Linked DNA regions of Xenopus laevis: region 2 is linked to region 1. A link is a contact called in public Hi-C data. All regions are on one chromosome and are shown on one strand. The core of a region is the stretch at or near the end of the contact, and the rest is flanking DNA. Distances in the headings are between cores, read along the strand shown. Region 1 holds the start of toe1.S (target of EGR1 protein 1). Region 2 has its middle 11 kb from the start of tesk2.S.

What was found. A called contact is a pair of places that touch in the nucleus more often than the background predicts.
Region 2: a Hi-C map of the XL177 cell line shows a contact between it and region 1, with 4 times the contacts expected there. The contact joins the enhancer-like site here to the promoter of toe1.S in region 1. A contact is called at or near these places in 2 of 4 Hi-C or Micro-C datasets (the XL177 cell line and the XTC cell line).

The regions. Positions count from the first base shown.
Region 1 is chr4S:70,848,780-70,852,006 of Xenopus_laevis_v10.1, reverse strand. toe1.S (target of EGR1 protein 1) reads right to left here and starts at 1,649. Exons shown (of 8, transcript XM_018260838.2): 1 at 1,545-1,649; 2 at 976-1,104; 3 at 487-527. The coding sequence starts at 1,092.
Region 2 is chr4S:70,917,009-70,920,066 of Xenopus_laevis_v10.1, reverse strand. No RefSeq gene overlaps it. Among protein-coding and RNA genes, the nearest start is that of tesk2.S, 11 kb to the right of the region's middle. Within about 2 kb of position 1,451, at least 1 of the 7 cell types and tissues checked has an H3K27ac peak or open chromatin away from gene starts, as enhancers often do.

The sequences.
Region 1 (3,227 bases), core at 400-2,899:
AGAGACCTCTTTGCAATTTATTTTAATTTTCTTTTTAACTCTGCCTGAGAAAGCCTTGAAATAAACAGGAGGGACCGGACTCTGTTTTTTAAGGATGCTGACACATTCGTAGATAGCGCATATATATATAGAGAGAGAGAGAGAGAGAGAGAGAGAGAGAGAGAGAGAGAGAGAGAGAGATAACTTAAGAGTATGACTACAACTATTTTTTAGAAAGCTGTAGAAAGCTAATCTGAGTCCATCCCTTTACCTGCTGTGTGATACAATAAATGACAAGAACTGTAGTTTAGTTTAAAAGTCTACTATGGCACAGAAACATGACATGCCATGAGAAAAGAGAAAAGTTACTATGTGACTTTTTTTTGGTAAAGAGGCTTAGGCGATTGTAGTACTGTAACTCTAAGGCCCTGCCCCAGTTGAAATGCTGGGGTCTAATTAAGTCACTTTATCAACAGGTTCAGCTCCAAGAGCAGGTCTCTTACTTACTGGTTTAGCAAATGTTTCCTTTCTCCCAAGCCACTTAGCTCCTGCAAAGACAAGGAATGCACAGTGAGTTAGATCTCTTTAATTTAGTTTTAAAGGATTTTCACTAATTTTTAACAAACCTTTTCCGTTATGCTGAAAAAAGGCTACTGAAAGAATTCATCAAGGCTTCATATAACAGTAGGGTTGCACTGTAAAATTAAAACTCTGCATGTATACATAAAATAAGAATGGTGCTAAAAGCAACAAAATATATATCCTAAAACTACCTAATGCATAATTTTAGTTAGGTTTTCTTTTTATCTCAATTTTTTTCTATTATGGGTTCTATATTGCAATTATTTCTATATCTACTGTTATCATACAACTTCAAGATAATATTGAGAGACTCATTTTTAGTTTCCAGTTCCTCTGAAACTTTATTTGGTTAAGTCAATATTTCCTTTATATTTCACTAGGGGAATTGTTAGCCATTTTACTGCTGGCACTTACAGTGTCTACAGCTATAAAGGTGGATGTCTTCAGAGCCAGCAACAAGGAAGGCCAGAGTTCACTGAAGTTCTCATTGTGGATGTCAAGCACAGGGATTATTAAACTGGTCATGGTCATCTCATTGGTTGCCTGCATGTAAGGGGAGGCAAAAGAAAAACCATGTAAATCTGGACAGTTATTTGTATTCTGTTGCACCTTCACATTCACTAAAAAAAGACAATACTCTATCTGCTAATGAAACTGCAACTCTATGCTTCACCTATATAGCATTTTTAATCTAGTTTGAGTTAGTTAAAGTTATACTAATAAAAGAAACCACTACTATAGCCTCATGAGTCAAAAGCAGAAGGCGTGGAACAGACTGTATTGCAGTAACAAGCCCGTGCATGTAGAATTCCTAACAGACCTCATTTTAGCAACTTGGATTTGGTATCGCGTCACAGTACGATCAAGCTCTCGTCTGCCTATAACACTATACGGAATAAGATTGCCTTTGTTCTAAGCTATTAGACCAGGTACAAATGACGTAAAGTATTTCTTAGTACAAATGAAAGCACAGAATAACTCACTCGGAGTATGAGCTATTCTGCACTCATGGGCAACTACCAGCTTCCCCTTTACTTCCGGCGCATACGTATGACGTCTAATCACGTGTTCTGTTTTATGCGTTCTATTTTGTGCACAAGGGTGGCAGCATAAAAATGACATTTTTTCCAATCGCTGAAGTCCCCCTCTAGCCTATTATTCTAGTTAAAAAACAGAGGCAGAAGCCTGCTCTAGCAATCGTTTGCAAGTGCTACCTCCCTAGCTACTAAACAGTGGAAGGCAACGTGCTCAAAATAGCCTGTTTGTCTTTTGCTGCCATTGCCCTGGTGATCTTACACTTAGTTACAACCAACAAATTGCAAAAAATAAAGAACAGACACTTGAAATCTTCGGTACCTTCAGGTACTTGGTGTAGTGCCTAGATTTTACCATTCATAGCAGGCAGTTAAAACGAGAAATGGAAAGCTTATTTACAAAGTGTAAAAAATATGGTGTAAGGAAACTCTAGGGGGCAAATTCCGACGAAGCGCCTAACGCTAGCGTAGCGCATTTTCGTTATTTCGCAAATTCACTAATGGACACTGGCGTAAATTCGCTAGTGTTACTTCGCACCCTTACGCCTGGCGAATTTGCGCAACAGACGTAACTACGCAAATTCACTGACGCGCGCATTTTTCTAAACGCTACCTTTTACGCCAGACTTCCTTCGCCACCTCAGACCAGGCGAAGTGCAATAGAGTAGATAGGGATTGCTTCAAAAAAAGTTTTTTCTTTTTTTATGGGTGATAGGCTGAAAAAGATCGAAAGCTTTTTTGGGGCTACCCTCCTTCCCCCCTACATTTCCTAACTCATGGCACCTTAACTATACAGTGGGCACATGTGTAGGGCAAAATAAAAAATTGATTTGCTGTTTTGAAGGTTTCCCAGGCTTGTGTAGTGATGCTACATATATACTTCCATTGTAACTTCAATTTGGCGCTGTATGCAAATTAAGCATCGCTAGCGTAACTTTGCTTTTCTTGGCGAATGAATGCTAGTGCAACTTCGCAACCTTACGCTTCCCCTGAGCACAACTTTGGATTTTAGTGAATTTGCATATTGCTGGCGAAAGTGTGGCGAAGCGGACACTGGCGCAACTACGAATCTTAGTGAATTTGCCCCTAGATCTCTCCCCAATCCAGGTTAACTTTTAGTATGTTATAGAATGGCCAATTCTAAGCAACTTTTCAATTGGTCGTCATTATTTATTTTTTTGTAGTTTATGAATTATTTGCCTTCTCCTGACTCTTCTAGCCCTCGCTAAAGCTACACATGTATTGTTATTGCTAACTTTTATTACTTATCTTTCTGTTCCGACCATCCCCTATTAATATTCCATATTCTCATTCAAATCAGTGCATGGTCACTAGGGTAATTTGGACCCTAGCAACCAGATTGCCGACACTGCAAACTGGAGTGCTGCTGAATAAAAAGCTAAATAACTCAAAAACCACAAATAATAAAAAATGAAAACCAATTGCAAATTGTCTCAGAATATCACTCTCGACATAATACTAAACGTTAAATTAAAGGTGAACAAACTCTTTAACCACAAGCAGAGTACTGGTGAGATCACTCCTTTATTTATGCCAATAACACTCATGAGAGGGATAGCCCTTTTCCCCCCTAGAAAAGGCAAATGTGTTTACTATTTAAACCGGATGCTC
Region 2 (3,058 bases), core at 202-2,701, 68 kb before region 1:
ACAATGCCCAGACAGCTCTAGATAGAGGGGAGGGCTGTGGAAGGCTGGGAAGAGCTCCCATTGGTTGAAGTGGAATGCAATGGTGGATAATAATAATCTCTGTACTTTTTCACAATGCAAAAATACCTTGGTTTTTTTCAGATGAAACCGTTATTGTAATTGTAATTTTACCACAGAAGCATTTTGTCACGGCCGGCACCCAATACCAGAACAGGTGCCGAGTACCCTGGTCTCGGCTCGGCTTCACCAGTAGTGTGACCACCGTTGGGCTTCGGGAGGAGCCCTCAGCTTACTTGGGTGCCACCTGGACTTAACGAGGGGTACAAGGCGAGATGTTCTGGCTAGCAGAGGGGCACGGCAGGTAGATAGTCTTTTAGGCCGAAGGTCACGGTACAAATGGAGCAGGCAAGAGAATCGTCAGACAGGCAGGGTCGAGGCAGGCAGATATCAAGAATCGTCAGGCAGGCAAGGTCGAGGCAGGCAGATATCAAGAATCGTCAGGCAGGCAAGGGTCAAACCGGGTAATCAAACAGATGGGGTCAGGCAGAAAGAGTAGTCGAGATGCAGGCTAAGGTTAGGATTCGGATATCAGAATAGTCGGGAACAGGCAGGGATCAAAACCGGAATAGCAGATACAAATTACACAGGAACAGACAGCACAAGGCTTCAGGAACCACCAGAATCAAGATTCTATCACGGGCACTGGCTGGGAGTCAGAATGGGCTTTATATACATTTGAAATTGGCGCCAAAACGAGCGTCAATACGCGCTGGCGTAGTACCAGTACCTTTAAGAGGCGCGCCCTAGAAGAATCAAGATGGCGCCGGACCAGGAGCGCGGCGGCGTGGCGGCCGTCCACGCCGCTGCACACTAGGTAATTTTATTACATTTCTAAAATCTCTTACCTTTGGCAAAATCACAAATCATGATGCAAAACCATCATCCCCACAACAAGGGGCGGTCCTGGGGCTGCTGCAGCCTGAGTCTGATTCCTCTTCTGCTCTGCACTTAAAACATCAGCGTTGGAGTGGGTCAAAGGGGGCCGCATCGCTAGTGCAATGCGCACAATAGCGATCACTGCACTAGCGAAGCTGAATTTTCGTGTTAAAACCTGGAAATTCGTCATACAATGAGGGGCCTTGACGTGGCACATGAGCTTACATAACCAAAGTGTGGTACTAACACCTCATTTTTTGTAATAATTATTTTTAAAGGCAAACTGTGCATTGGCATTATGTCTCTTTGTGTACAAATACTGCCTTTTTTATCATTATTAGCAGCTAATTAGCAACTCCAGATTGTGGGTTAGACCAAGCGCTGGCTATTTCTTTCTGTGTTTCATGAGCATTCTAATTTGTGTTTTACTCCATTTGCATTTCATTGCGTTTGTTTAGACCCAGCATGCAGCATTTCATGCACTTGACTCACGTTCAGCTGTCGATAGAATAGAGGGTTGCATTTTGAACCAGGGCTATAACTACAGAGGAAGTTGACTGCAGGGGCCCCATGAGGCCCTAATTCTTGTATAAGTTCAATATAAATATTGGTAAAACAGGTCAATATCTAGACATTTTGATGGGCCTGAAAAGTAATTTGCTGTGGGGCTATTAATATCTAGTTACACCACTGTTTGGAACAGACAAAAACGTAGTTGCACTTAAAAACTCACGATCAGCATGCGTTTGAGAAACACAGAAAAAAATACACCTATGAGTAACAGCCCTGAAAAGGCATAGCCATCTATTAATTAAATTTTTCCTATAGACTTTTATTGAGTTGTCATGCAGAGCCAGGCCAGACCATGCGTGCGCGCATGCGTGGAAGCGTAAAAAGATGTGGAGAGAGGGGACCTTACATGGGGTAGGCGACAGAGCAGGTACGTGCCTGGCACCCCCCCAGCTTTGCACCCTAGGCAAGCGCCTACTCTGCCTACCCCTAGTTCCAGCCCTGTTGTCATTGGATAAGTTTCTATGACTGAATTCACTCTGGCCCTATGTGTCTTATATAATGGAATGAAGTAACAATGAGAGGCCAATAATAGCTGGTAGTCTCAACACTAAACACTAAATATAGTGTTTAAATATAAGTTATGATGTAAATATGGTTGCAGTTGCACTTCTAAACATAATGGTGCTATTTAAATCCAATAGCTTTGACTATAAGATTTCCTAGCTTGTTTTTTTTTCTGCATCTAATGCACTAACTAAATATAGTTTCTCTTTTGCAGAATGTGCCTGAGAAATATTTCTACATTCAGTGGATTCACTGGTAAGATTTAACCCTTAAGTAACTAAGTGTTGCATCAGTATAAGTGGGTGGATTTATCTATGCAAGTTTAGAAAAAAAAATATTATATGTAAAGGATTTGGAAATGCCAAATAACAATTGTTTTTTTGTTGAATGGTATCTGTTTGTGGCAGTTAATTCACCCACAACGTAGTCCCTACTGTTCAGAAACAAGACCGGAAGAACATGCTGTGGGTGTGATTTCTTTTTGTTATGCAGTTGCAAAAGAAGAAATCTTCACACTTTAAAAGTTACTCTTCTCATTTAGCATGACCAGAGAGGAATAGCAATGGGATTCCAGTGCTAGATGATCTCTTCAATGTGAATATATGCAATACCTCCGGCTGTTCAAAGGAGCTCTTAACTACTTTCATAGAAGCAGACAAGCTGCTCTAGGTTTGCATTGTATCACCAGGCAAGGTACAAAAATCAAAGCAGGAGTAGGCAAAAGAGGCACCCCCCCCCATTGGGCCCTAAGCACATTTCTATTCTGCCTACCACCTCTCGTTCCAGTTACAGAAAAAACATATTGGACATAGACCACATTAGTGACCTTTGTGATGTCATAATGCCTGAATCCTCATTTTGTGGTTGAGATATTTCATTACAGCCATGATGTATGTGTACTTATGCCAACTTTGCAGTTAGCACATGGTAAACTGGGGAGGCCCATTTATCAAAGGCTGAATGTATCTCAATATTTACTGAAAACAACTCCGACCAAATCCGCACTGGTTTTTCTACTTATTTAATAATGCACTTTTCCGAAAGA